Linked DNA regions of Sus scrofa: regions 1 and 3 are each linked to region 2. The links are chromatin contacts, called in public Hi-C and HiChIP or PLAC-seq maps. All regions are on one chromosome and are shown on one strand. Each heading gives the region's core, a stretch centred on a gene start, on an enhancer-like site or on the middle of the called end of the contact. The rest is flanking DNA. Distances are from core to core; before and after follow the strand shown. Region 1 has its middle 470 kb from the start of MPDZ. Region 2 overlaps NFIB (nuclear factor 1 B-type). Region 3 has its middle 490 kb from the start of MPDZ.

What was found. Hi-C and Micro-C count contacts between places; a contact is called where the count stands out from the background. HiChIP or PLAC-seq counts read pairs in DNA pulled down with a chosen protein or histone mark.
Region 1: an H3K27ac HiChIP or PLAC-seq map of skeletal muscle shows a contact between it and region 2, with 2.7 times the contacts expected there. The contact joins two enhancer-like sites.
Region 3: a Hi-C map of fetal skeletal muscle shows a contact between it and region 2, with 2.5 times the contacts expected there. The contact joins two enhancer-like sites. A contact is called at or near these places in 2 of 47 Hi-C or Micro-C datasets (fetal skeletal muscle and heart right ventricle) and 1 of 2 datasets of contacts at active chromatin or transcription factors (skeletal muscle).

What each region holds. Positions count from the first base shown.
Region 1 is chr1:208,707,141-208,711,502 of Sscrofa11.1, forward strand. No RefSeq gene overlaps it. Among named protein-coding and RNA genes, the nearest start is that of MPDZ, 470 kb to the right of the region's middle. Within about 2 kb of position 2,186, at least 3 of the 83 cell types and tissues checked have an H3K27ac peak or open chromatin away from gene starts, as enhancers often do. A contact at or near this core is called in skeletal muscle, where this site is marked.
Region 2 is chr1:208,295,035-208,299,086 of Sscrofa11.1, forward strand. All of the region lies in intron 2 of NFIB (nuclear factor 1 B-type), which reads left to right. Among named protein-coding and RNA genes, the nearest start is that of NFIB, 110 kb to the left of the region's middle. Within about 2 kb of position 1,952, at least 35 of the 83 cell types and tissues checked have an H3K27ac peak or open chromatin away from gene starts, as enhancers often do. A contact at or near this core is called in fetal skeletal muscle and skeletal muscle, where this site is marked.
Region 3 is chr1:208,685,210-208,689,311 of Sscrofa11.1, forward strand. No RefSeq gene overlaps it. Among named protein-coding and RNA genes, the nearest start is that of MPDZ, 490 kb to the right of the region's middle. Within about 2 kb of position 1,897, at least 2 of the 83 cell types and tissues checked have an H3K27ac peak or open chromatin away from gene starts, as enhancers often do. A contact at or near this core is called in fetal skeletal muscle, where this site is marked.

The sequences.
Region 1 (4,362 bases), core at 936-3,435, 410 kb after region 2:
ACTTTATGGATCTACTTTCTTAGCATATAATGCTTTTAAAATTTTTTATTAAAGTACAGTTAATTTACAATGTTCCTTCAATTTATGCTGTAAAGCAGAGTGACCCAGCCACCCATATACACACATTTTTTTTTTCATTTTCCATCATGTTCTAACCCAAGAAATGGGACACAGTTCCCTGTGTTCTACAGCAGGACCCCATCAACCAACCCGTTCTAAATGTAAGAGTCTGCATCTACCAACCCCAAACTCCCTTCCTCTCTCCCCTCCACCTCCCCCATGGCAAACACAAATATACCCTTCATGTCCATAATCAGTTTCTGTTTTGTAGATAGATGATTTGTGCCATATTTTATACACTACATACACCATGATCAAGTAGCATTTATCCCAGGGATGCAGGGATTCTTCAATATCAGCATATACTGCTTTTAAGATAAAAAAATTGAATGTAATATATATGAATATATATGGATTTCAGCAGGCTAAACTGTATACAATCCTATAACTTTTTTAAAAATATGAAGACAAAGTTATTAGTATAAAAGAATGATGAAAGGGAATAATATAAAAATGTATACCATAAATTCCTGAAATTATTAAGGGTGGAGCTAGATCTTACTCTGAAATCCTGGAAAACTATGCAAAATTATCATAGAAATGTTCCACTATGAGTTGGAAGTATACCAATTAATCAGAAAAGCATGTCACTCCAGGCATTGAAGTCTCAGTGTTTTGTTTTGTTTTAATTCTTTTGTCACAGGCACAGAGTTGAAGGAGAAGGCAACAGGCCTATAACATCTTTCTGGTAAATTGTTGGTGCCATTGATAGAACTCTTCTATGGACAAGGTCACCTGGTAAACAGTTCTGGAAGATGCTGTTCACATCATTGTCCCTGTGAAGGTGCCCCTACTTGGTAGCCCTGAAGACATATTTTGCCCATCAGACTGAGGTCATAAAATTAAATTTAGGAAAAAGAATTCTAGAAGGGCTCAGCATTATTCAACTCTCCTGTGCCTGGACTCATCCAGAGATAAAATGAGGATTCTTCTGTCTGTGGGGAAGTTCTTTTCGAATGTTGTTGCTCACTAGGAGCTGGGATTACAGAGCAATTCCTGGTCTCCGTGTGTCCCCCTGCATGCTGAAATTCTAAAGGCTTAATATTCTGTATATTTTGGGTTTGGTGCCTTTGTATGAGATTTATTTTGTGGAAAAGGAGGAGAGAATGTTTCTTCAGGAAACTGGAGTCTAGCATTTGCCTCCCTCTCACATTACAAAATTTCTAAGAAAAATTAAAATGTAGACAGTCATATTCTCTGATACAAGCATTTAAGAATACCATTTTTAGCTTCTAAATATTCAAAGAGAAAAGTGCAGAAGTGGGGAACTACATAGAGAGTACTGATGAGGAATGTATCATTTCTGGAGTCAGATCAGACTGCGAAATCTCTCTCTCCCCCCCAACCCCCCTTTTAGGGCTACACCTGCAGCATGTGAAATTTCCCAGGCTAGGAGTCAAATCAGAGTTGTAGTTGCCGGCCTACACCACAGCCACAACACCACCAGATCTGAGCCACATCCACAAACAATGCCACAGCTTGTGGCAATACCAGATCCTTAACCCACTGAGTGAGGCCAGGGATTGAACCCACATTCTCATGGATACTAGTCGGGTTCATTTCCGCTGAGCCACAATAGGAACTTCCAGGCCGTGAAATCTTTATGCCACTCCTTTGCTGTATAACTGACCAAATCATTTACCTCCATCTGTCTCAGTTACCACATCCACAAAATGGGAATAATGATGCCCAGTTCAGAGGGCTGATATGTGAGGGAAGTAGAATGATCTACCTAAAGCATGTACAAAGTGCCTGGAAGATTTGGAGTGTTTAAGGTGGTGGGTTTTTGTTATTAGGTAAAAAGGTGACATGTAAGGAAAATGGACAAATAAAAGAAGGACCTGAGGTATAGGAAAAACAGAGAAAAGCAAACAGTGTGGGCTTCAGTGACCTTGTGAAAGGAAGTCACTGAGTAAAATGGGCCATTTTGCACTCAATGTCACTTGCCTACCTGGCCATGTTCCCTTTTCAGTTCATTACTTTGATAGTTATTGACGTGTGTGTTGCGAAAAGTCATGACACTCAGAAGAGTCTTGAAAGGTCATGAACAAGAGGGCTGGACAGATGACTGTCACAGCCTGAGCTCAACCAAAGAAATGCTGACTCTGTACATTGTCAGTGCTCCAATTTTCTCTGTTGCTTTAATACTTTCTCTTTTCTGGATTTTCCTGGTTGCAGGATAAATTAAATCTACTGTGTTAAAAAAATAAGGCCCTTCTGTGGTAAGCTAATTGTTCATACACAGCCATCCCCTGGTAAAATGCATCTTGAGAGATACGCTATCAAAGCCCTAAAAATTATTTTTAAAACAAGAAGCTGTTAGGCCAACTTGGGTTTCGGATGAGGCTGAACTTGCCCAGCCTCTGAGGATGGCATGATTTCCTGTTGTTCCTTGGGGGTCTTATCTGAAATAGAACTGGAGGGAAAGGCAAAATGATTGACAAGGGCAGTTGATGGGAGCTCAGGTGTCCTGCTGTGGGGCTCACTCAGGATTCCAAATTAAAGTCAGCCAGGGCCCCATGCTGGCTTGTGCTGCCCCATGCAGACAATGAGTCAGTTCTGTGCTAAGTACTTACAATGTACAGATTAGCAAATACAAAAGTTGAGGGTCTCAGTACATCCTTGTCTTTGAGAAACAAGCAGGGTGTTAGTTGCAATTATGAGGAAGTTGATTGGGAGCTGATGTGTACCTTTAAAAACACTTTCCAGGCTTTATGTATATTTCCGTGTGGTTATTACCAGATTCCTTGCATTTTATTGTATAATTCCATTCAAATAATATTTATTATCCTTCTTCTGTCCTTCAAAAGCCTTGATTAATATGCTTGGACCTAAAAACAGTTACGGAGTACTGACTTTGTTTTTCTACAGACATTAAATCCTCACTCTGGATTTCTACAGTAAATAGCCCTCTATTAGTTTCACATAACTAAGGTTTCTTAAGACAATACATAATGCACCAAAACCAACACAGTGAATGATTGAGCTATGATTTGAATCAAATATTTAGGTACCTATGAGTAAAATGCAGTACCTGCCTTCAGAAAGCCCAGACATCTAGGAGAGTAACATACTAACAGATGACTGCAACTCAAGATAGACCAAGGTTAATGCAATAATGTAATGAGTGTCTAGCTTAGAACTTTGCACATAGTAGGCAATCTAAAATGTATATGGTATTAATGAAGAGAGATAATGCTTGAAAAACTGACCAATGAATATAAACCCCCCCTTGAGTATGAACTCTGAAATAGTGCTCCTATGTCAACCAACACATCTTCAACCAAGGAGTAAGATAGGCTGTCAAAAGAATGGCATGGGACTTAAGTAAATTTAATCTATTATCTTCAGAAGAACTTTTCCAGGGAGTTTCCACTATGGCTCAATAGTAATGAACCCAACTAGTATCCATGAGGATGCAGGTTCGATCCCTGGCTTCTCTCAATGGATTAAGGACCTGGCATGGCCATGAGCAGTGCTGTGGGTTGCAGGCACAGCTCTGATCCCACATTGCTATGGCTCTACTGTAGGCTGGCAGCTACACTTCTGATTGGAACCCTATCCTGGGAACTTCCAAATGCTGCATATGTGGCCCTAAAAAGACAAAAAGAAAAAAAAAACCAACTTTTTCCAGTAACAATTTAGAGAGATTGGCTCTCAGTATTTCTGCTTGTCTTCCCTGCCCTAATCTTACATACCTCTTCTATGGAAGGAAAGTGTGCTATAAAAGATGAGGTCATTGGTAACAACTTTTTTAATGCCTTCCCTTGCTTACCAATTCCAGGCATACTGGACCTCTCATCACAAATACATTCTGAGGTACTTTGGGTCCTAAGCTGAGCCAGAGCTGAGGTTTAGTTTTTCTGCTTGTTTGTTTTTCTGCTGAATAGAATTGAGTGGTACTCATCCCCTTCCCAACTACCCTGCCCAAGCATATATTGCACCCACAAATGTATATGAAATTCAAAGATGAAAAGACAAAACATTTGAAACATCTTCAGCAAAGAGGAAAGTGAGGAGCTGAAAAGATTTATTATAAAAATAAACAGCAAGTGCTTGAGAGAAAAAAAGACTCCCCCAGAAACCCAGCCAAGTGCCTGGAGGAGCATGATAGGCCATCTTGCCAGGTGAAACTTGAGCCTGAAGCCCCGGTGGACTCAGTTCAAGAGATGACATTCCTGCTGAGGTGGGGGTAGGATGTCAACAGCTCGGTGTACTCAAATTGTGAAACACCTGAAAGAA
Region 2 (4,052 bases), core at 702-3,201:
TATGTATAATAGCAAAGTCACTGCATGGAGTAGTGATCAATCAACATTTATTAAATTCCTCTGCTTGTTGAACAGTTTGTCATTCTAGGACTTAGGAACTCTCAAGGAGGGAAAGTTAATAAGTTGGCAGTGTCAAACTATAGACTCTCAGGAAAGTTAAAAAAAAAACAACAAAAAAACCAAACCTCAAGTTTTAAAAATAATAGTAAGGGGGTTCCCATGGTGGCTCAGTGGTTATGAACTTGACTAGTATCCATGAGGATACGAGTTCGATTCCTGGTCTCACTCAGTGGGTTAAGGATCCAGGGATGCTATGAGTTGTGGTGTAGGTCACAGACAGGGGAGGGCATGGGGAGGGTGGGGTGCTGGTCCTCTGATTCTTCCATTGCTGTGGCTGTGGCTGTGGCTGTGGCGTAGGCCAGTGACTACTGCTCCACTCAACCCTTAGCTTGGGAACTTCCATATGCTGTAGGTATGGCCCTAAAAAAAGCAAATATATGTTACAGGAAACTGGAGATACTTTCTGAACATACCAACTTTTTTCACCAGTCTGTTAAGAGTGGCCTGCTGTTCTCCAACTATGGGACTTTGATCCTCCTGATAACTAATTAAGCAAGGGTTGAAAATCCCTAAATGTCTTTTGTTCAGAATTTTTTAACAGTGGTTAAAAAATGTTCTGTCTTACAAAGGTCCAAGAGGTATGTGTGTGTATGTATTTCAAGTGAGTGCTAGTGAATAGACAGTATTCAAAATATACCATTACAGAGACATTAGACATTCTATAATGTTGAAGATTTTAAGAAATAAAGTGGAAATCATTGGTGTGGCTGTGCTGTGTGTGGACATACAATTAAAGCTCGAAAGACTGGGCATTTAGTGAATAAGCAGTATGAGTGTAATGAGTGCCACAGGTCCAGGTCAGCATTATGGAATTCATCTTTCACTTCTGAATTTTCTCTGGTCAGAGACAATGTTGGATTCAGATGAAGCTTAGTAATGATTGAAGTATAGTACACCAGGCCTGCCGTGTCTCTCAACCTAAGCTTACAATTGTGGAACACCCTAAAAGAAAAAATCCAGTGACCTCATTATGTAGTATTTGGCAGCTGTGGACACAGCATTTTAGCTGGGACTTTAATAGAGAAAAGACAGGACAGAGACAGTACACATCCTGTGAGATCTAGGTGTCCTTCTGAAGCATTTTAGTTTATAATTTAAGGGCTTTTTGCCTTCCTACTCCGAGCAGCCTGGACAGTTAAGAGTTCCAGTCAGCCCCTCCCTCCCCTGCCCTCCCTCCTTTTGGTCAATCCTTGGAACTTGCATACACCATGGATTTGGTCTCGATTTTTACAATTAAGTGGGTTTTGTGCTCTGGATGTTTGCCATAGAAGGGTCTAAATCTTTTTTTTTTTTTTTTTCCTTCCTTAAAATGTGTTACTCTGATGATGTAAGAGAAGCACAGCCTCTTAAGGAAAGAAAAGGAAGCCCGTGAACTATTTGGGAGGTTTTCATTTTGCATACACCCATGCTTTGCGAAAGACTTTAAGTCCGGGTCAAAATCATGCCCTTGCAAATAGGAAAATGTGGGCTTGGCTCATGCTTTTGCTGGAGTACATGTCCCCGGAGTGGGGCGTTCTTATTTTACTTCTTCCCACAAAGTTGATCGGGTTTCTCTCACGAGGAGAGGGCCCTCTGGGCCTAGGCCTCAGTGAAATGCAGGGGAGACCCCTGGGCGCCCCTTTGCGACGGGGAGGGTCCCCGGGGTGCTCTGGCGTTCGCGTCTCAGGCCGCTTTGTGAAGCAGGGTGTCGTACCGAGCCCCTTGCAGTGGGAAACGTGCTTCCGCGCTTGCTCCGAGGCCCGGCGGCCGCCGCCCTCCGGCCTCCGCGCGAGGCGAGGCGAGGCGAGGCGGGCCGGCCCGGCGACATTTCACGAGGCCGCTTGGCAGCCATTTTAGATCCTGCCCGCGCTGCGAGCTCCTGGCTGCCAAAAACTGCAGCCGCTCCGTGCCAAGACACTCTTGGCAGTGGAGATAAACTTTGTAGAGATACACAGTCCAGAAATATCTTATAATTACAAAGCACAGGGGGCAGAATGTTTTTACAATACAGCTGTGCTAATGTAAACATTTAATTTGGCAGCCTTCTCCACCCACTTTTCAATTAACCGGGTTTAGGCAGATACTTTAGGTCTGTAATAAACTTTATTGCTACTTCTCGTAGAGTACAGTTTATGAAACACAGATTGGAGGGGCTTTGTTGGGGGGTTTCCATGCATATAGGAAAGCACATGGTGAAGGTTGTGCTGCCATGAAGGGGAAGTGTAAGCTTTCTGTCTCAGAAACCGCTACAGGCCCGGCTTGACGGAAACAGTTGCTTTAAGGGGAGAAAACTGTGGGGGCTGTCTCCTTTGGCTTCTTCAGCCTGCGAGAGGATATTAATAGAAAGAGGTAGAATCACTTATATAGCTACAAAAAGACACTTGTGTTGGTGATCATTAAAAAAGATAAATGTCCCCTGCAATGCATGAGACTGTTTCAGAGATAAATTCCCAATAACAGTTCTTACAGATATAATTATAATAATTGTGTAATCGCCGTGATAATTATTCTTATAGAGTGAAAGAAATAATTTTCTATCTAAAGTAGCATTCAACTCTTCAGCTCACAAAGCTAGTCAATAGATCCTTTTCAGCTAACCTAGAAAAAAAAATGGTAGAGGTCATAGAGTTTTAAAGCTAAATTTGGTTTTAATTGACATTGAGAAAGGGAATTTTTTTTTTCATAAGGAATATGACATCACATTTCATGATAGCTCTTTGCATAGATGTGTTTACACATTTCTCAGATAAATTAGAGAATACCATATACATGCCAAACGTATGGATATTTCATTTTTTAAAGACAAAGAAGGCATTCAGCTCATATTTTCATGTCTTACCATTTAGAAACTTTGCCTTGATTCTGGTTTTTATGGTTTTTAAAAATTATCTTTTTTTTTTTTTTCTCCACTTAATGGTGGATTTTCATAATAGCAAACCATTCTTATATTTTCCCCTCAGGACTCCATTTGAGTGCCTCGTTTAGTCTGGCTCCAACACCATTCAATCTGTGGGGTGTGACCATAAAGTAATTTTCAATTTGAAGTTGTATTCTTCTGTTCAGCTCCCAAAGCTCATCACCAGATCCCTTTCAGCCATCCTGAGAGATGATAGTGGTCAGAGAATTTTGAAGTTGTACTCTTATTATTTTATAGTCTTGTTATTTTTATCCTCCAATAGCTCTTTTGCCATCATATTACCTTTATGCATTCTGCTCATCACAGCTAAACAAGGCATTTGCAATGGCTTTTATTCTCTCAGATGTTTTACTCTTTAAAAACAAAAATCAAACAAAAAATGTTTGTCTCACAGCTAAATCCGTGTGTGTGTGTGTGTGTGTGTGTGTGTGTGTGTATCATGTCAGTTCTATTTTCAAAATATAATACCTGAGGATACTGTTTATTTGTAAAATTTAAGCAGCTTATTTTACCTGTTAGCAAGTGATAAAAGCACAACACAGATTAAATTGTATGCTGCATGAAGAGAAGGACAAAAAATGTTTTGTCCTCTGCTGTAGACTGAGCTCCAAGGATGATGCATCATGGAATCTTTTGGTGCTCAATCTTGTGTTGGTGGTAGTTTTTTTAAAAAAATTCTTTTTATTGGGAGTCTCCTTTGTGGCTCAGCAGTTAATGAACACGACTAGGATCCACGAGGATGCAGGTGCAATCCTTGGCCTCACTCAGTGGGTAGGATCAGGTGTTGCTGGGAGCTGTGGTTGTAGATCACAGATGCGGCTCCAATTTGGCATTGCTATGACTGTGGCGTAGGCTGGTAACTGTGGCTCCGATTCACCTCTTAGCCTGGGAACTTACATATGGCACGGGTGAAGCCCTAAAAAGCAAAACAAACAAACAAACTTTTTGTTAAAGTAGAGTTGATTTACAATGTTGTGCTAATTTCTGCTGTACAGGAAAGCGAGCGACCCAGTCATTCATATATGAATACACACAC
Region 3 (4,102 bases), core at 647-3,146, 390 kb after region 2:
AGAAAGAAAGAAACCAAACTGCACTCCCACCACTCCACATGAATGGAAGATAAAGAGGGTAAATGCTGATTCACATACTTGAATCTCCCTGAAAGGTGATTCCTTTTCCTCCCTCTACCAATGTCATGAGAGTTGCTTTACTGAAAGTCCTCCTTGTGAGAAAGTCCTCTAAGTCAGGGATGTCTAGCATCATTATTTTTCAGCTGTAGGTTGTCTCCAGTTGCTAACTCCAGTAGGAAGGGGTCTTGGTTCATATTGTAACTTCGCGGTACTAACGTCTTAACTGGTACCCATGATATAATTTCTTTTCTCTTTCCTACATCCTTCCTAATATTTCTAACTTCAGTGACTCCTCAAGGCCAGGAAGAAATCTCCTTAGACTGGTTTCTTAAGGTCTTTTTCACCTGTCATCTCCATAATGTCCTATCTCTTTCTTTAATAGAAATTAATCTCTTCTATACCACTTGCATTATGCTTTACTTATTTGGTTTGGCATTATTAAAATGAAAGATTGTAAGAAACTGTGAAGTGGATATATAACTTATTCATCACATTATCACCACAAGCCTGACAAGGTCCCTTGAACATGGCAAATGTTCAACAGTTCAGTTAGACTGAAATGATAGCTAAGGCTCCTCCCATAGTTTGATTCCACCTTAAATGACATTAATACTGCTTCATTTGGTATCCATTAAGGAGGACAAGAGGAAGGGTTATTGTGATTTATTTATTTTTGTGTTTAGTAAAAGGAACACACACTGCAATAGTTGGGGAACATAGACCCCAAAGCAAACCACAAAACTCATAACAGCAAATCCAACTCACAAATTACAACTGTCTGCCCAATGGAGCACTCTCTGCTTGTCAGTATCTGGAGGACAAACTAAAACCATGTTTGCTGGATCTAAAACACAATCAACAAGTGAGGACATGAAGTCTGAAAGAAGATCAAGTGTGGTGCCCCCCTTAGATTAGCCCAGAAATTAGCACCCTGCCAGATGCCAGGACACATATTAGGCTGGTGGGGCTGAGGGGAGGGCACCATTTTCAGTTGTGCAGTGGTAAAAGAGGAGAAAATGAAGTGATCAGGGCCAAATCCTGGTAGGGGAATGAAGTCCATATGGATGTCAATTGGCAGCTTGCACATCCTGCATTGTACAGCCATGTGGCTGGTGCCATCACACATGTAAGCATCTGGGCTCTGACAAAGCAGAGCTTCTGGATAAACTTCATCTTCAAGGGCAGTCTTAGGCAGAGGGCTTCAAAGAGGGCTCAGGGAGCTCTGAGCAACACTTAAAGATGTTGGCTAAAGTAAAAACCCCAGATTTATATGAATACAGCCTTAGATGTTCTTTAAACAGCTCACTTCACATGCCCAAATGCTATAAACAATGAGACTGATGCAGATATATGGTGCTCTAAATATATTAGCAAGATCATCTTGACACACCTAAATTTAATTTGGCTTGCCAACTTTTTAAGAGCTAGATCAAGTAACGTACATACATTAGCCAGTCTATAAATACAGACTACATATACTTTTAGCCACCTCCCACACCACACTCTCCCCCAGCAGATATGCACAGACTTGCCCTCACATGACCACATATGGCTAACCCATTTTTACCTGCAGAAAGAGGTTCTCTCTACATTTGCAAATGCACACATCTTCATCAAATCTTGGGATCATACACACTTCCCTTTTTCTTCCAGCCTATCCTGATCCAGGCAGCTGTTTTAGGTCATTCTCTGACCTACCGGCTGCACTCTAGGTGGAACAGCTGTGGTCAGAAACTTGGCCAGAACACTCTGCCAAGAACGGGTTAGACTTAGAGGTGGCTGAGTGAGCAGCTACTGAATGTAGCTGTGGAATGTGGGTGGAGCCAGAGGAGAAGGGGCACAGCTGATGCCACTTCAAGAAGAAGGCGGGAAGCTCCACTCCCTTCCCAATGGGCTGACTGAAGGCAGCTGTGTGCTGCTGATGCGAGGAAAATGAGATGATGGAGCTGGGCTTCAGAAGCTGCAGCTGCTGTGGTCTGGAGAGCACCATCGGCCACTCCCCAGAGTGTGGACCTTGCTCTGATGCCTGTGTGGAATGGTAGGGGGTAGCTGGCTCTCCTCCCTCTTTGGGAAGGACTTCAATCAAAGGGCTTTGGCAAAGTTGGTGGAGTTTCTTTGTGAGAACCAGCATGAGATCATACATGTGAGAGTACACAGTGGGTCATGCATGCATATGTTTACTCATGTACTTAGAGACAAACACCCTTGTGGTAACTTTCAAGATCTCTGCCCCGCAGGAAGAACTGAAAGTTGGCAGGGGCCAGCTAAACTATCATACGCCCTCACAGCCTCTCCTTGTCTGTGAATGTTTCCACTATCATTGAGAAGCCAGAAAGCTCATTTAGTCCAAAATCCTAGTTCACATTACACTCAACATTGTCTTCCTCTCCCGATGACCTATTTAGGCCAAAGGAGGCCAGTGGGGCTATGCATTCCCAAACAATTTGGAAAGATGTAATGTTTGGAAGCCATGAGGTAAGGCTGCAGCAAGGTCCAGCCTTGTTATTTAAACACCAAATGCAGTCCCAGGGCCCAAGGTCATGGTCTTTAATGCAAAGGTTCACCAAGGTTATTTTAATAAGATTCAGTCCATTGTTGGTTTCTATCATTTTCATGTCCCCATCCTAGCTTTTCAATGTCCTACTTCCCACTTACCCCTTTCCTACCTGATTAGTGTCCTTTTTTAACAGTCGCACAGACCTCTGTGAAACTGCTCTATACAGAATAGTGACCCAGATGGCCAGTCATCATCCATGACACTGATGTCATGGAAAGACCTATGGTCATAGAGAGACCCAAGTTTAGCATACAATTAAAAGCCAATTGTTGGATTAACTCATTCATCCTTGGCAAACATATCCCAAATTCTGAGCCTTTTTATACCCTTTCCTTCATCCTATCCTGTATTCTAGCTTACTTGTTCTCTGCCTTTGATTCACCCACCCATATTGGCCATGCCTTTGATTTCACTTCTTCTTGGCCATCTCCTCAGCAATAGCTGCCTTCTCGGTGTGACTTCAATTTCCATGTTCACCAGGGATAAATCCATTGGCTGCATTCATCCACCCCTAGCAGCTGGAAATCCTATTCCCCCCACCATGATTCCCTTCTTGGACAGAGAGTGAGCAGTAAAACCTAAAAGGTATTTGGATTGAAAAAGTACTCACCTCCTTCTGTGTCTGCTATCAAAATTCTTTTCTTTCAATGTACTATTTGGAGAACACTATTTGAATGAAAGAATTCATTCTAAAGTGTGAATGACTACTAGGTAGATAATCAAATTTATTACTCTCTGAAAGAGTATTCCAGAAGAAGGGGACTGTTTTTCTCATCCGTCTAAGAATGAGAATACCCCTTAGAGATGGTGAAGCTGGAAATGGTCTTCTCATTCTCAGACAGATCAGAAAAACAGTCCCCTTCTTCTGAAATACTCTGGACTTCTAATATCAGCATTTTTATTCCTTTGTTCCCTCCATAGGACACCTCTTCCTCCAAGGACTGATACTATAACACTCTGGATAACTGTACTCCTTGACCTCTTCTTGAGGGTGAAACCTAAACCTAGCAATGTGGTCTCCCCACTAGCCTGCCCTCTACCCTTAACTTACCAGTGGATTAATTTATTGGAAAGTGTGATGGGCTGGACTCACCTTCTTTCCAACGCACTTTGACAGGTTCCTACAATCCTTGTTTGTTCATAGAGCAAGAGCCATTTGCTCAAATTTACCAAAGTTCATAGGAAATATTTGTCATGGGCTACTTTTCCTTTCTGCATAAGCCCATAGAAAAAGAATGTAAGGAACCATTGTTCGTGTTACTTTGTTGGAGATCTGAGATATTTATAACAACTACAATGTCTTACCTTGCTAAATACTTCATATATACCATTTAATTACTTTGTTGGAGATCTGAGGTATTTATAACAACTACAATGTCTTACCTTGCTAAATACTTCATATATACCATTTAATTGTCATGCTGGCCTCACATGAGGTGGTAATTGCTTGCCCTATAATAATGACTGAAGACATTGAGCTTTAGA